2 separate regions of the Mus musculus genome follow, and region 2 is linked to region 1. A link is a contact called in public HiChIP or PLAC-seq data. All regions are on one chromosome and are shown on one strand. Each heading gives the region's core, a stretch centred on a gene start, on an enhancer-like site or on the middle of the called end of the contact. The rest is flanking DNA. Distances are from core to core; before and after follow the strand shown.

Region 1 (7,698 bases), core at 1,980-4,479:
GGGACATTTTGGTAAAATTGTCAAGTTGATCTAAAATATGATTATTATGTGGATATCCTCTTAGTATTTGAAAACAATAACATTTGTTAATCTATAATTCTTGAAAACAATTAAGAGCCTCTTTCCCAAGGAAATATGAGTTAAAACTACTCTGAGATTTCATCTCACGCCAATCAGAATGGCTGTGTTCAAAAAATTACAACTATACTGGCAAAAATACAGGGAAAGAGGAATTCTCATTCATGTTGGTGGGAGTATAAACTGTTACAACCACTGTGGAGATTAGCCTGGAGGTTTCCTTAGACATTAAATTAAAAGTAGAGCTATCGTATGAACCAGCTATACTACTCCTGAGCACATACCCAAGGATGCTATAGCTTACCACAAAAATACTTGCATATCCATGTTTATTTTAGCTCTATTAAAAGAGACATGGAATCAGCTGAGATGTTCCTAAACCAATTAATGGATAGTGGAAATGTCACGCTGATACCCAATGAAATTTTATTCATATATAAAGAAAAATGAAAAATTTCAGAGAAAGTGAATGGACGTGGAAAATATTATACTAGACAAGGTAACTTAAGCTCAGAAAGAGAAATACTATATACATGCTCCCTTTCAAATACAGAGCCTAGCATGTTTCTGTGTCTGATTGAGTATAGAGTTCATGAAAGTAGAAAGGGAATAAAAGGCTTTAAGGGAACTGGTAGAGAGGGTGGTAGGAAACAAGTGAGATGATGAGACATAAGGGATACTGAGAGCAGAAGGGTGCAGATGAGGACTTCAGGCAGGGAGATGAGGGAAGAGGGGTGGGTAGTGAGGACGAAGAGCATCCAAAACTCAGTGTGATGGATGTGGAAGTGCCGAAAGGAAACCTGTTGACTGTCAGTACTAATTTTAAAACAAAGTAGAAATAAAAGGAGGTTTGAAAAAAAATCAAAACAAAAATATATAAAGAAATCTTGTTTTAAAAAGTCTACACCAAAAAGTAAATGCCAGCACACCCTTAATCGCAGCACTCTGAAGACAGAGGCAAGCAGATCTCTTGGAGTTTGAGTCCCGCCTGCTCTACAACCCCAATTACAGGCCAGCCAGGGCTACAAAGTGAAGCCCTGCTTCCCCAACTCCAGAAAAAAAACAAAACAAAACAAACCAACCCTTTAAAAAGTAAACAAGAAGCTGGAGAGATTATTCAGTGGTTAAGAGTGCTTTGTGTTCTTCCAGAAGACATGAGTTGGGTTCCTGGAACCCATATCAGGTAGCTCACAACTTCCTTGTAACTGAGCTATAGGAGATCTGATGCCTTTTTCTCAATTCCCAGGGCACCAGCATACACATGGAATACATTCGCACACACATACAGATGCACCACACAATGCTCTCTCTCCTTCCACCCCTCTCTTCTCTTCTTTTCTCTTCTCCCCCTCACACATACATGGTTCAAAAGGTAAAAATAGTAAATACACTGAAGAAGTTATATCATCTGAATAGTATACATACATATGAAGGAAATAGACCCAGATCCAATAGGAAAGACCTAACAACTCTCAAAGCTTGTTTTAGTCAACAATCGCACATAACTTTTAAAATTACATTAAATTATGTATAGTGGCATTACAAAGACATTTCTGTTCACCAGTTGGTTTAAAATACAAGTAGAGAAAATCTTGTTATCTGATCTGATTATAAAAAACATTATTAAACTTACACTGTAGCTTCAATCAACCTGGAAGAATTATTTTCATCCTAATATTTATTTTCAAGAGTGAAATTAGAAGTGCATAGTCCACTGGTCAACTTAAAGAATGAGCCATTGGTAATATATTTATAACTCTTGGAACATTTAATCCAGCTTGTGTAATTTCTAGAGTGTTCCACACAAATTGCATCAGGAGCTCTTAATATTGATGACACAATTCAGTTCCATAAGGAACTTTTGGAGGCCTTTGAAACTATTTGTTTACTGTTAGTTTTAGTTTTCACATTTAGGACATTTTATTCACTGTATATTTCTCACTATGGTGTGTGTGTTTAATTTGAGAATTAAATGAGGGGGGCTAGAGATGTCCCTCCAACTTTTATTTTGATAAAAATGTTCTTTATTATTCCATTAGATTTGCCAGAAAAAAATCTTGTGATAATAGGGCCTCCCCACACTCTGTATTTAGAGATTCTCTCCTTTCATGTTTTACAACTATAATAAAACAAACAAAATAAAACAAAAAGCTGGTAAAATGTGGCCAAAAATAAAAACACAAGGGGGAAAAAAACAAAATCAAAGATGAAACACTGATGTGCATGATATAAATGGGGGATAAGGTCAGACAGAATTGTGGAATTTTGGCTTTCTTTTGCTGCTGATAATCATTGAGCCCAGCTCGCACAAATTTAGGATGACTGGAATGTCTCCATTTCAGTAGCTTCCCTTTCTTGTGTACTAGGGACCTCTGGTGGCCACACTCAGTTTTGCAATCTTCGGGCTGGGCAGGTTTGCTCACCCCTCCCAGATTCCCCCAGACAATATGCCTTAGGTTCTATCAGCCAGCAGTTAGCAGTGGTTCTCAATCTGTGAGCTGTGACCCCCTTTCGGGGGTGGGGGGTGTCAAACGACCTTTTCACAGGTGTTGAATATCAAATATGCTGCATATCAGATATTTATGTTACTATTCCTAACAGTAGCAAAATTATAGTTATATAATTTAAGTAGTAATGAAAATAATTTTGTGGTTGGGGGGGGGTCCCCAGAGCATTAACTGTATTGAAGGGTTGTAGCAACCACTGCTAGCTGAAGAAGGGTTTACAAGTTTATTGACAGTACTGAGATCAGTACAGGTGGAACACTTACCTTGCCTTTCCAGACCACCTAAGAACTGATCACCCTGCATGAGGGATCCAGGTGAAGACGCCATGGATTCTGCTAGAATTTCAGGGTTCTTAGACTCTATAGGCTTCCAGAGGTTGATCCATCTGCTTACACCAGGCTCAGGACTGCCAAAATCTACAACTCTTCTCTCTGGTGATAAAGTCTGTTCCTTAGCTACCAAGGACACGAGTATGTTTCCCTGTGTACTTTTCTGCTTGAACCAAGCAAGCCTCCTGGTTTTTAGATTGGCAGCGTCAGGCTCTTCTTTCCCCAACTGTTCCTCAGATTTGTCTCCCAACCTGAGGCTGTGGCAGCACCTCCCCACATTCGTCTTGTGACTGTATTGCATAATTTCTTTCTGGACACACATGTGCACTTTGCACTGTGCGTGTGTGCATACCAGACAATACTAACTAGTCCACTGTGAAACACTTGGGCTCAGATTAAAGGCTATATGGTATGCTGTAAATTACAGTGTTTTTTTTTTTTTACTGTATATATAAAGTTTTCTGGTGTTGTAGAAGTATAATGGTTTAATTGTGGTTATTAAAGGCTTTTTAATATGTATTATAGTGCTTGACTTTTAATTGCTTTTGAATTGCAGACTTGAGTTTTATGAACTAATCATATTAAGTGAATTTGGGCTCGAGATAGGACAGAATTTGCAACAGCTCTTGAGATCAGCATGATATGGTTATAGATAAGAGTGGTTCAAATAGCTTCTAAAATGGCCCGAAACAGTCTTCTTTCAATTTTTAGCATTTAAATATGTATATATGCAAAGTCCTGTTCTCAGCATTAATGGTTATAAAATAAAAATATGAATCAACTCATCAACTGAGTCATCTCTCCAGCCCCCTGTAATGATTTTTTTTTTTGTTTTAAGACCAAGAATTCTGGAGCTTTCTTGCAGTCTTGTTTGTTTAGCTAGCTCCTTATTAATAAAGGCGGAGGCATGGGTGTAGGTGCAGATAACAGCCAAGGCTGCTGGCTCAGGCTTGTGATCCCAACTCCTCTGCAGGCTGAGGTAGGACAATTGTGAACTCCAAGGTAGCCTAGGCAAACTAGTGGGACTCTATCTCAAAACAAAACATAAAGAGGGATAGAGCTCTGGCTGAGCAGGCATCAGGTCTTAAACTCAATTCCCAGGATCACAAAACAGCAACTTTTTTTTTTTTTAAGAAGCAGACCATAGTTTTCTCCTTGTGATACTGTTGACTGGTTAGCTTTCAGGAGGCATCTCTTAAAGGATGGGACTGGTTAAAAATCTCTTCATGAACTTCTTGACAGAAACTGTAGTTAAAGAAATAAACAAAATTTATTATGAACTTAATAGGAGAATAAACTAGGAGTGGGCTTGAAGCCCCCTTTTCTCCATTTGATGGAAACTCAATACTGAAGTAGGCCTTGAAAGAGAGGAGAAATAGCATGCAAATCATAAGTACAGATTCACTGGTGTACACTCAGGTGTGCCTGGGATGTTGGTACATTGATAACCATCCCTGGGTAGGACTGGAAAGGGCCACCAGACTCTAGCCATCCCCCCTCTTGTTTGGTTTATATCAAGGTGAAATTGAAGTAAAAATGTACATCATGGGCAAAGAAGGCCTAGGAGATCCTACTCACTAGGTGGATGAAAGAAAGGAAGCAAACTGTACTGGGATTTTTGAGGGATAGAACAAACTTCTAGGTCTTTCTAAGGTCAGCAAAACTCACTTTCACCTCTGTTTTCTATTTCTTCATCCCAAGTGTGTGTCCTCTGCATAGATAGTATCAGTAGCCTGGAGCCATCCATGTAAGTGGAGTGAGATGGGAGAAGCCATTCGGATGGAGCCGGCTACTTCTCTGCTGTATTGAAGGATGCCTTCACTTAAGCTGCAGTGACTCAAAGGAGGCAGCAGTAGTAAGGACTGCCAGTATCCACTAAGTGGATTTATTCCCAGGACTTTGAAAGTTCTTACCTGAATGGTTTCATGTAAACCTCACATCTGAGCTGTGGATAACCAGTATTAGAATAAGCTTGGTTCAATTTCTAGTGCTACAAAAGAGAGAGCAAAGTCCTCACACGAACCCTCTGAGGCAGACACTATTGCTATTTCTTTTTTCACAAAGTCACACCAGGAGAGAGACATATTCTCTCTCTCTGTCTCTCTCTATCTCTCTCTGTGTCTCTGTCTCTGTCTCTGTCTCTCTCTCTCTATCTCTCTCTGTGTGTGTATGTGTGTGTGTGTGTGTGTGTGTGTGTGTGTGTGTGTGTGTGTGTGTGTGTGTAAACCAAGCTGGCCTTAAACTCATGATCTTCTTTCCTTGTCCTCTTCAACATTTGCCTACTGGCATGTGCTATCACAAGAGGATTTAAGGAAAGAAATGGAGAAAAGAACCCAGAATTCATGAGCTATGAATCAGGATGGGGGAGTTACTGAGGGCAGAAAGTTTCAGTGGGGCTGGGAGAAAGGGGGTGGGGATGCATCTGAACTGAACATGGATGTGTGTCTTGTTATTTACGTTCCAGATCCTATTTTATAACTGGGCTCTTTGTTTCCTTGGTGTTTAGTTTTTCTGAGTTCTTTGTATATTCTAGAAACTAATGAACCATCAGAGGTATAGTTGGCAAAGATTTTCCCCCATTTTGTAGACTTCCTCTTCAATCACTTAGCAGTTTCCTTTGCCGTAGTACAAAACCGTCTCCTGCAGTCAATATGTTGTCAAGGGTGACCTTGAATTCGTGATGCTGCTGCCTCTGACTCCCAACTTCTAGGGCTACATCTGGCACCACAGTCATGGTTTCCAATGACCAACACTACTGAGCAGTGTTAGTCTCAAAGTGGCATACAGCCTCACAAGGCCACATGATATTAGTAAGCCTATTTCTGAGTGTCACAGAACCCTTCAGTTTGATATGTGTAGTATGGTTTCCCATGCCCCACCCTTCAGGATTCTATGTCAATAGGTCCGAGGTGGGGTCTGGAATTAGCAGAACTAAAATTTTGTCTTGGGAAAGAGGAGGCAGTGATTAAGAATATGGAATTTGGGGTTCAGCAGATGTAGGTTTGAAGTTGGTTCTGTCTCATATTAGCCATGTGGCCTTGGGCAAGTCACTGGTGTTTTCTGTGAATTGGGCCTCCTTGGAGAGCCTCTGGCCCAGTGGTGTGGTAAGAATCAGGTTCAGTAGCATATCCAAAGCATGCCCAAAGTGCCATACATCAATAGTGTAAACCGATTGCTCTTTAAGCTAATTAAAATAATATAAAAACTCAATTATATGATAGTTATTATTCTTGTTAAAAACATCACTGAGTAAGCAGTTCATGAAAGGTTCCTTTTCACCCAAGGAAGAAGTTTATAAAGATTTGTTGTTTTTCTCATCAAATTGTAGCGGCAATAAAAGAATTGGCAGGGCGAGGATGCCAGCCTTCAGGAGGTGGAGGCAGGAGAATGAGGAGTTCAAAGTTACCATGAGCTACATACCAAGCTTGAGGCCAACCTCAACTACAAGAGACTCTCCCTCAAAAAACCAAAAGTATTAGAAAGGTGAATGTGGTGACACATATCCTTAATCCTTATACTGGAGAAGCCAAGGTGAGAGGATCAACAGTCCTAGGATGGCTTGCTGGATTCCACAGCAAAGCCCTAATTAAAAGACTTATGAGAAAGTCAGTTTGATCCCTGGACTCTCGGGGTTGCGTGGTTCCAGGGTTCCATTGCCTTCTGCAAGCAAGCAAAACTGGATTGTTATTACACCGTCAAGGCCAGGTTGACTGTGAGACGTTTTATTCCCAAGAGGTGCCTTTGTGAATAGGAGGCCAAGTTATCTCTGTGTATTAGAGCACCGGGCAGGAAACTTGTGATAGCAAAGCCAGCCCACTTTGGCAAGTCTGTTTCTTTTGTCACAATGAAGATTTTTTGAATGTGTCTGAGTCAGGGCCCCTTTGTTTTAATACCCAGGAAACAAACAGAAAGCTCACTTCCAGCCCAGAGTGAGTGGGGACAGTGACACCTTCTTCTATATAGGACAGCTCACTATAATGCCAATGACCTTCATTGGCTTCAACATTTAGGAGACTTAAGGCCCTAAAACACTAGTGCTAGATTTGAATCACACGAACCCCTGATATGAGAGAAAAGGTCTGCTTGATTTCAGACAAGACTCTGGTAAGGCTGGGTCAGAAAGCTGTAACGTCCCCCTGAGGCTGATCCTGGGCTTTAACTCAATGGCGATCTCATTCACACTTGAGCTTGTGGTTTTGCCTCAACCACACATACCCACACTATGCTGCCCTCACAGCAACTGGATTTTCTTACTGTTCTCTTCCCATTGCTTTCCTAGCCCATCAACGGTGTAACTGACATCTGACGCACATACACATATACACATATACACATTCACACCTATTTTAAGTGTGTGTGTGTGTGTGTGTGTGTGCCTGTGTGTGCTTGCGCTTGCCAAGTAGCTTAGCTCACACTGCTAAGTAGAGCCTTTACATGGGTGCTGGGGATTTGAATTCAGGTTCTCTTGCTTTCACAGCAGGTGCACACATCACTGAGCCATCTCCACACACCGAATCTGACTTTTACCTTTTACCTCCGATCTCTGGGTTTGCACCAGCCTTTGGAAATTAAGAACCAAACATGATCTTGCCCTCACTGGCCTTCTGGTCTCTTGATTGTCTTTGGACTTTTTCGGGGGGGGGGGTATGGGGCAGAGGGTGCCTTAGGCAACTGATTTGCCTGAGTATATCTAGCCTTGGTCATTATGTGTAGGCAACCATGTCTGATTGCCTCTACCCACAGAAGGGTGGCTGGACAAGCTGTGGATGCCAATGAATATAAAA
Region 2 (7,698 bases), core at 3,628-6,127, 64 kb before region 1:
ATTCTGAAGAAGATAGTTGGATATAACCAAAAGAGTGTGCATGACTTAAACTGATTGTGGGGATAGGGAAATTAAAAGCTTCCCCCCTCACAGACATTTCATAAAATCTGGAAAAGATTATTCTAAGTTCAGATGTGTGCCAGGGAAGTAATCTTAAAATGATCATTTTAACCCCCGGGACTTAGGTTTCATTGAAGCTTGTTCCTGCAGTCTCATGCTTTGAAGTTCACCCCTTAATTTCTACCCTAACTGTAAACGCTTTACCCTCCCTCCCATACATACCTAAGTCTGAAACAAGTCTTTCCTTTTTCTTTAAAAACAATGCAGACACCATTGTTTGCTGGGCAGATTATAAGCAGCATTTATAGGTGAGGCCTAATTTATAGGTGGGTTAAATCAGAGTCAATGAGAAGTTGTTTGGCAGAACACAAGTTTCCCATTCTTCAAGAGAGCTGTGGGCTGCTTTTAAACAGTAAGTCTGACAAGACAGGGCTTATGAAAATCTTCCTGTAGGCAAGAGGCCCACTGTCCTTTCGCTACATGCTCAAATGCTAGTATGGAATCTATATCCTTTCATGCAAAAATGCACATATCAAGAAAACTTGGTATGTCATCATAGTAAGTGACTCAGCACTGCTACCATTCCTTTATGTCATGAACTTGACCTGTCCAAGATTCAGGAGCCTATCAAAATGCACCCGATTTCAGGGTGCTTACTCATAGCTATTGTTTGATCATAAATCTGCATTACTGGTAGAAATTTGATCTAGGCAAAATATAAAGCAATGCTTACAAGTGAACTGAGAGTCCCAGTCACTCAGGGTCTCCTGCTGTGCAGGGGTGAGGTCAGAAAGGTCGTCATACTCATCCTTCAGTGCTTCTTTGTCCAGGCAAAATGTGGCAAGGCCCCTGGATGCATCTCTTCCGGCAAAGACCCCATATGGCCCCTCTTTAAAGACAAAATGAAACCAAAGACAGATTCTTTATTAGATAATACACTTTTCCTTGGCTCACGTAAACAGAAGACGGCTTCCTTGCTTTCAACACCAAAAGCCTCCTTTTAATTTGTTTGTTTGTTTGTTTGTTTTGAGACAGGATTTCTCTGTGTAGCCCTGGCTGTCCTGGAACTCACTCTTGTAGACCAGAATAGCCACAGAGAACTCACAGAGATCCATTTGCCTCTGCCTCCTGAGTGCTGGGATTAAAGGAGTCCACCACTTCCTGGCTTCACATTCCATTATTGAGCTGCACGAATACACTTTGATCATTACATAAGGGCATTGACAGACTTACTGTCACTTTGATAAGTAAAATGAAATAAAGATGTGTAGCATTTGAAATCTATGTCCTGCACATAGCTAATATAAGCTCAAGTAGTTCTTTTGACGGTGGCCTTAATGGGGATTGTTTGATTATACACTCCATGGGTTAGAATTCAGCTCAAAGACTTTGTATCTACAGGTTGGCTCTATTCTGGGTGCTTGAGCCAAGACAGTCAAAGTTACAGTTTCTAACCACTAATGTGTAAATGAAAACATTTTCTTATCAACATATTCTGATATGTTTTAAATGATCTTTAGTTGCAAGTCATGAACCCTAAGGCATCTGCAAGAACAATCATTTTACAAATACCAGTGGTTCCAAAGCCTCTCTGCGTTATATAACCTTTACTGTCTTATTTAAATCAGAACTCACAACAAGGGAGATCAGTTTTGGTACTATTATTAAGTGTAAGCATACAAATGAGTGTAAACAGCAGTGAAAACACTAAAATTTTCACTGAAAAGGGCTGCAATCAACGCCTTCAAATAATCTCCTAAAACCTGAAAAATGCTACTATGTATAACATCATAGCAAGCTTTTGTCTGAGGACAGTGGATCAATCTGAATCCACCTGAAGTGGTTATTTAGAGTTAAATATTGCACAAACAAATGAAAGGAATTCGGAGTACTTTAAGCAATGCCTCGTTTTCCCAAAAGGAGGCTAGATAGCAACTCTGACATTAAAATCGTCATACCAACTAGGAATGGCTGGTATTTCATTACAGTGTGGTTATCTGAAACTTTAGTCGACCAAACTGTTTTTCTTTCTAACATATTAAGATCCATTTTTTGTAGGACTGGGGCTTTGCATATTCTAGGAAAGCACCCTAGTGCTGAGATATACTTCAAACCCTTAGGATCATCTTGTAAATGCAACTAAGATTCTAAAATAGGGGTTGGTTTCAGTCCTCATTGCATGCTGCCACTAGAGAAGGTTTAAAAAGAACAAAATTCATATGCTTTTCACAAAATATATACTGCTAATGGAAATAGTATCACCTAGTGCTTGGAAACAAAGTCAAAGTCTTGGTTTGGACTCTTACCATTTTAGAAATTACAGTCCCTGGACTGGTAATGCATACTTAAACAAGATCTAAGGCAAATATTAATAGTCTTTGGAGAGTATATTTTGTTCACTACAAAGCATATTAACTAGATGCTTGGTGAGCAGAGCTTTGTGTTTTTCACTCACTGCTACTCGCTAGCATCTACGACTGTGCTGTACAGAGTACTAGACACTCAAATGGCTTCACTTCTAAGAGTACTCTGTAACAGAAAATATTTCCACTATGATACTATCAGTGTTCCTTGGCCTCCTCACACTGGGGGCGTGCTTGTCTTTTTATGTTCCCAGAGGGAAAACTAAGGCCTTGAGACCATAGGGCGTTGCACCAGATCACACAGCTGGTCAGGGACAACAGCGAGGCTAGAATGTAGAGTGCAGGTTGACTCCTAGTTGTAGCTGTTCCAGTACACACATCGATATCCGGCAGGATGACTCTGCAAACTGTAACCTACCTGGTTAGAATGGAGACAGCTTGACTCCAGCTGTGCTCTCTGAAAGCACGGAGGATCCCCATGTGATGACTTTGCAAATACAACCAGATGACGAGGCCTCGTGCATTTGTGTTGATTACCTTATGGTTTAGCTTAATAATTATGGGTAATTACACCATTGTTTATGGATAATGTGTGACTACAGTGACAAACAATATGTAGTTTTCCTATTATTTTGCAGTCACATGCCTACAGAACGTAATTTTCTAAAATGTCTGAAAGCAGAAAGGAAGAGTGAGAGTTCACTAAAAAGCCTTTGGCACATGTGCTTTTGATTGGCTGGACTCTGAGACGTAACAGAGTGGGTATGTCTGGTTTGGATTAGTGCTGGCTAGTCTTCCCTCTCAGACCAATGAGCATGTGAACATACCCACCCCCCAGCCCCGAGTTCCTGGTGCTTAGAGGAATCCATATTGGGAGAGCTAAAGCCTCTTCTTCCTCTCTAAATGTTCTAGAAAGCAGGGCTTTCTAAATCTGGCTGATTCCCCATTTCCCTACAGCAGAGGAGTAAAATGTAGATCTTTTTAGCCCTCTCCCCTGCCCCAGAGATCTAAGTGTGGCTATGGATGGTCAGGCCAAGAATCTGTATTTTTCATAAGCATCAGGTGATTGTGATAGGCAATCCAGTTTGGAAAAGCCTCATTTCTGGGGAGTTGTCCATCTCTTGTTTTCCCCTTGGTTGGCTTTTCCTGAAATCCCCCCACCCATCGGGCTTCACAGCCTTACCCTATTGTTTCTCAGGACCCTTCCACTCCTCCCTCCCACCCCCGTTTCATTTCATTTTATTTTTTCCACCTCCCAGTCTCCCCACTCTATCATACACTAAATATGGTGTTTCTGACCATCTCACCATGTTACCATAGTCCACCACACACTGCTCTTAATGCATCCAACCAAGCTTGGTCGCTTATTCATCATCCAGCCTGAGTCCACCCCACTCTGCACGCACATACACATACCAAAGACATACCTAACACATGTCACATTCCAAGCGCCACCCCCCAGACAAACGGTGTACACCAAACACACATTCACTGCGCATGCACACAGTGTACACACACACACACACACACACACACACACACACACATTCTCCGCCAGGAACAATGCTGCTTTACCTGACACTAATCCCCTTCTCCACTTTCTCTCTTTACACACCCTTACATTCCACCATGGCTCCTCCGGCGTCATCGGCCTCCACGTCTTCTCAAGTGTCTGGGCCTCTCTGGAGACACCTTCATTTTTTCCCCTCAAATCCGAAGTCTCCCCCTCTTTTCAGGACCCCCGCCCCAAAGCCCACTACCTTCGAAAAGTTCCCTAATATCCCGGGGCTTCGGACCTCGCTGTCCCTCCCACCCGCGGTTTCCAAGGCTCAGCCTCATTCGGGCATCCCATCCCCCCGTACGCACCCCCACCCACCCAGAGCCTCGTGCCCCCGGCCCGCTCCCATTGCTGCCCGCCTTCCCTCCGACCCTCCCACGGGGGCGCCCCACCTCCCCCGGCCTCTCTCCCGCCCCGCTTCCACGCCAGGGTCCCCTCTTTTGTCTCCACGACCCCCTGGCCCTGCCTCCGTACCAGGCCCGTAGAACTTGCGGCCTTTGGTCACGTCGAACACCTTGCCGTTGATGGCCATGAGAATGCGCGGGTCCTGGACGCCATCGAAACGCCTCAGCTCGGCAGGGGTGAAGTCGCGCCGCTTGAGGCGGGGCAGCGGGGGTGGTTCGTCGTCGTCGTTGTCGCCACTGGCACCGGGCTGGTCCCCGCGAACGATCTTGTAGAGCAGGAAGATGCAGAGGCCCAGGAGGAGCAGGTTGAGAGGAGACGTGAAAATCTCGTGCAGCAGCCCGCCGCCCTCTAGCTCGCTCGGGTCGGCGCCAGTCGCCACCACATCCTCGGCAGCCATGATCTCTGGAGCAAAGGTTGGGCCCGGCTAGGCAGAGCTCCGGAACAGTCCGCTTCCTCCGCCCTCCCAGCGAACAGTGGCGCGCAGCGTTCTTTGACAGAGGAAGAAAAGCTCGGGAGGGGCGGGGCTCCGGGGGCGGAGCCTATAAGCCCCCGCCCTTCGCGGCCACCTAAGCGCCCCGCCCTGCTCGGGCTGGCTCGGGCAAGCTGGGCCTGGTTCGGCCTCTGCTTCGGGCCCCCTATGTAGCCTCGGGGGTCTTGGTCTTTCTCCCTCAACCGCTCCGTCAACCAGGGCCACCGAGCCCAGCCCACCTCTCTGTTCTACCTGCTGGGCCTCTGCCCCGGTTTCCGGGCACCCTCAGATCATAGTGCAGCTCGCAGACACACAGCTCAGTCTCTTGGGTACAGTGGGTAGCTTCCCGCTGACCCTGTGGGGAAGCCTTGACTTTAGGGCCCGCTCCTCGCGGCAAATGACGTCAGTTAAAATGAGGTCGCATTTCTCTTGCTTCGCTTCTATTTTAAAGCCCCTTATACTCTCTCCCCTGGGCCATACCCTTAGAGCCAGGTAGCTGTTTTGGGATACTCTAATATCATGCCTTCAACTCCTTTTCACCTTACAGTCCTAGACTATTCGAACATCCATTTTGGGATGGTTCGCCTCCAATTCTTGCCCAAAAGCTGTGGGACTAACACCCAAAGGACAGCCAGTCAGGTAACAGGCCTGTCAATTCTATAAAATCTGGAGCTCAGATCGCCAGATTTTGCGTTTGTTCTTAAAGTTTTTTTTTTTCTTTTTGAAATCATCAATTATGCTTAGTCACAAGGCACCAGTAATCAACAACTGACATTCTGTTGTTGAGCCTTTTTTTTCTATAGAAATACCAGAATAATGTTCAAAGTTCCGTTGCTTGACAGCATTCTTCTATTTGAAGTCTGTGGAAACTACCCTTGGCAGTCACTGTAACCCTGAGCACAGCCCCTGATAAACGCTGGAGTTTGGAAGGATCCTAGATTTTATCTTTTTAGATTCCCAGGCTTCTGGTGTGCAAACAGGCTGCACGGGAGCAGGCCTCTATGGAACAAGGATTGTGCCTATTTTTCAGAGACCTAATCTGGCTGCCCCCCCCCTTAAATTGTAATTGGGAAACGGTAACATAAGAAAAAGGAGAATAATTAAAACCAAGCCATGCACACATCTGCAGAGCAGGGCACGACTTTTCCATACAATCCTGTTTGTACACCACTTACATGCAAGAGATTTGTGCAGAGAATTGGCTAAATTCTGAAAACTTTTGGCAAACACTGCTGTAATCCCTGCCCCCCCCCATCTTCTTAAAGTGTAATGAGTCAAACACTCTTTATATCCAGCCCACACATTTTTTCCCCCAGAGCTAAATTTAGGATTAGCTAAACCGGCCCCTCCAGATCTTTTGTCAAAACTCTTCAACTTAATCATCATGAAACAAGCTCAAACTGAGAGCACTCAGCTCCGGTTAGAATCCAGTTATCCCTTTCACAGAGTACTGTGAGCAGCAAAGATATTTCTTAAAAAATAACAAACTTGTGAAAAATGTTTTCATTTGAAACTAATATGGCCAAAAAAAAAAAAAAAAAAAGGGGGCTGGTGAGATGGCTCAGCGGTTAAGAGTGCCGACTGCTCTTCCAAAGGTCATGAGTTCAAATCCCAGCAACCACATGGTGGCTCATAACCATCTGTAATGAAATCTGATGCCCTCTTCTGGTGTGTCTGAAGACAGCTACAGTGTACTTACATATAATAAATAAATAAATATTTAAAAAAAAAAAAAAAAAAAAAGAATCTATCTTTCAGTGTTCATGTTAACTGATAGGAAGATCGTTAAGAGGCTGAGGAAATGGCCTAGTGGGCAAAACACACTGGCATGCAAGTGGAAGACCAGCTTCACCATCCCCAGCACTCATATAAAAGCTATGAGGGTTTGGCAGCTAGCCTTTAATGCAGAGCTGGGGAGTGGGCAACAGGTTAACAGACTATCTTTTGCCCTGCTATCTAAGGGGGGGTGATTAAGGGATACACTATACTTCAACCTCTGCCATCCACACAAGCACACCCCCCCATACACACACATGCATACTCAAATACATACCACACTCACAGACCATGTGGCAAAGAAGAAAGAAACAAAAAAAGAAAGAAAAGAAAATCACAAGTGAAATCCTCTAGTCATAATGGAGAAAAATGAGGAAATATCAGTGGTGAATAAAAGCATATAAAATGTTCAGTTTTGTTAGTAATTAAGAAATACATGGAAATACCATTGTCATCTGCCACCTTTGTATAGGATGGGTATAAAGAGCAGAAACGAATAACATGCTGGTAGAAAAGTGAGGAGGATGTTCCCATACATCAACATCAGCATAAGTTTTTGTTAGCCATAAGTGTTTTCATGAAACCCGCTTCTAGAAATAGAATTTTTGTCCCAGTAATCCACTTCTAGGAATCCATCTTGCTTAGAATGAAGACCAAGATTCCATTAGGAATATGTTCATCAAACATTCATTTTTGATATGGAAACTCTGGACACAACCCAAATGTTCAAGTTCAAATAAAGTGGCTAATTAATTCACTGTATATTGTGATAAATCATAGTTGGATTATTCAAATATCATCACATCATGGGAAAATATTTATGTTTCCGTATACAGGGAGAAAATAGCATGAAAAACTATATACAGTGTGAATTCGATGGTATACTGGCAGGTTTTGTATGTCAACTTGACACAGGCTGGAGTTATCATAGAGAAAGGATCTTCATTTGGGGAAGTGCCTCCATGAGATCTAACTGTGGGACATTTAATCAGTTGGTGGTCAAGCGGGGAAGGCCCCTTGTGGGTGATAGATACCATTTCTGGGCTGGTAGTCTTGGGTTCTATGAG

The links. HiChIP or PLAC-seq counts read pairs in DNA pulled down with a chosen protein or histone mark.
Region 2: an H3K27ac HiChIP or PLAC-seq map of hepatocytes shows a contact between it and region 1, with 2.8 times the contacts expected there. The contact joins the promoter of Pgrmc1 here to the enhancer-like site in region 1. A contact is called at or near these places in 1 of 39 promoter capture datasets (hippocampal neurons), 5 of 484 Hi-C or Micro-C datasets (cortical neurons, liver, myeloid progenitors and 1 more), 3 of 115 datasets of contacts at active chromatin or transcription factors (forebrain, hepatocytes and neural progenitor cells) and 1 of 9 other capture datasets (adipose tissue).

What each region holds. Positions count from the first base shown.
Region 1 is chrX:36,529,487-36,537,184 of GRCm38.p6, reverse strand. No RefSeq gene overlaps it. Among named protein-coding and RNA genes, the nearest start is that of Gm14569, 41 kb to the right of the region's middle. Within about 2 kb of position 3,229, at least 3 of the 459 cell types and tissues checked have an H3K27ac peak or open chromatin away from gene starts, as enhancers often do. A contact at or near this core is called in hepatocytes and liver, where this site is marked.
Region 2 is chrX:36,595,372-36,603,069 of GRCm38.p6, reverse strand. It overlaps Pgrmc1 (progesterone receptor membrane component 1), which reads right to left and starts at 4,877. Exons shown (of 3, transcript NM_016783.4): 1 at 4,456-4,877; 2 at 794-949. The coding sequence starts at 4,783.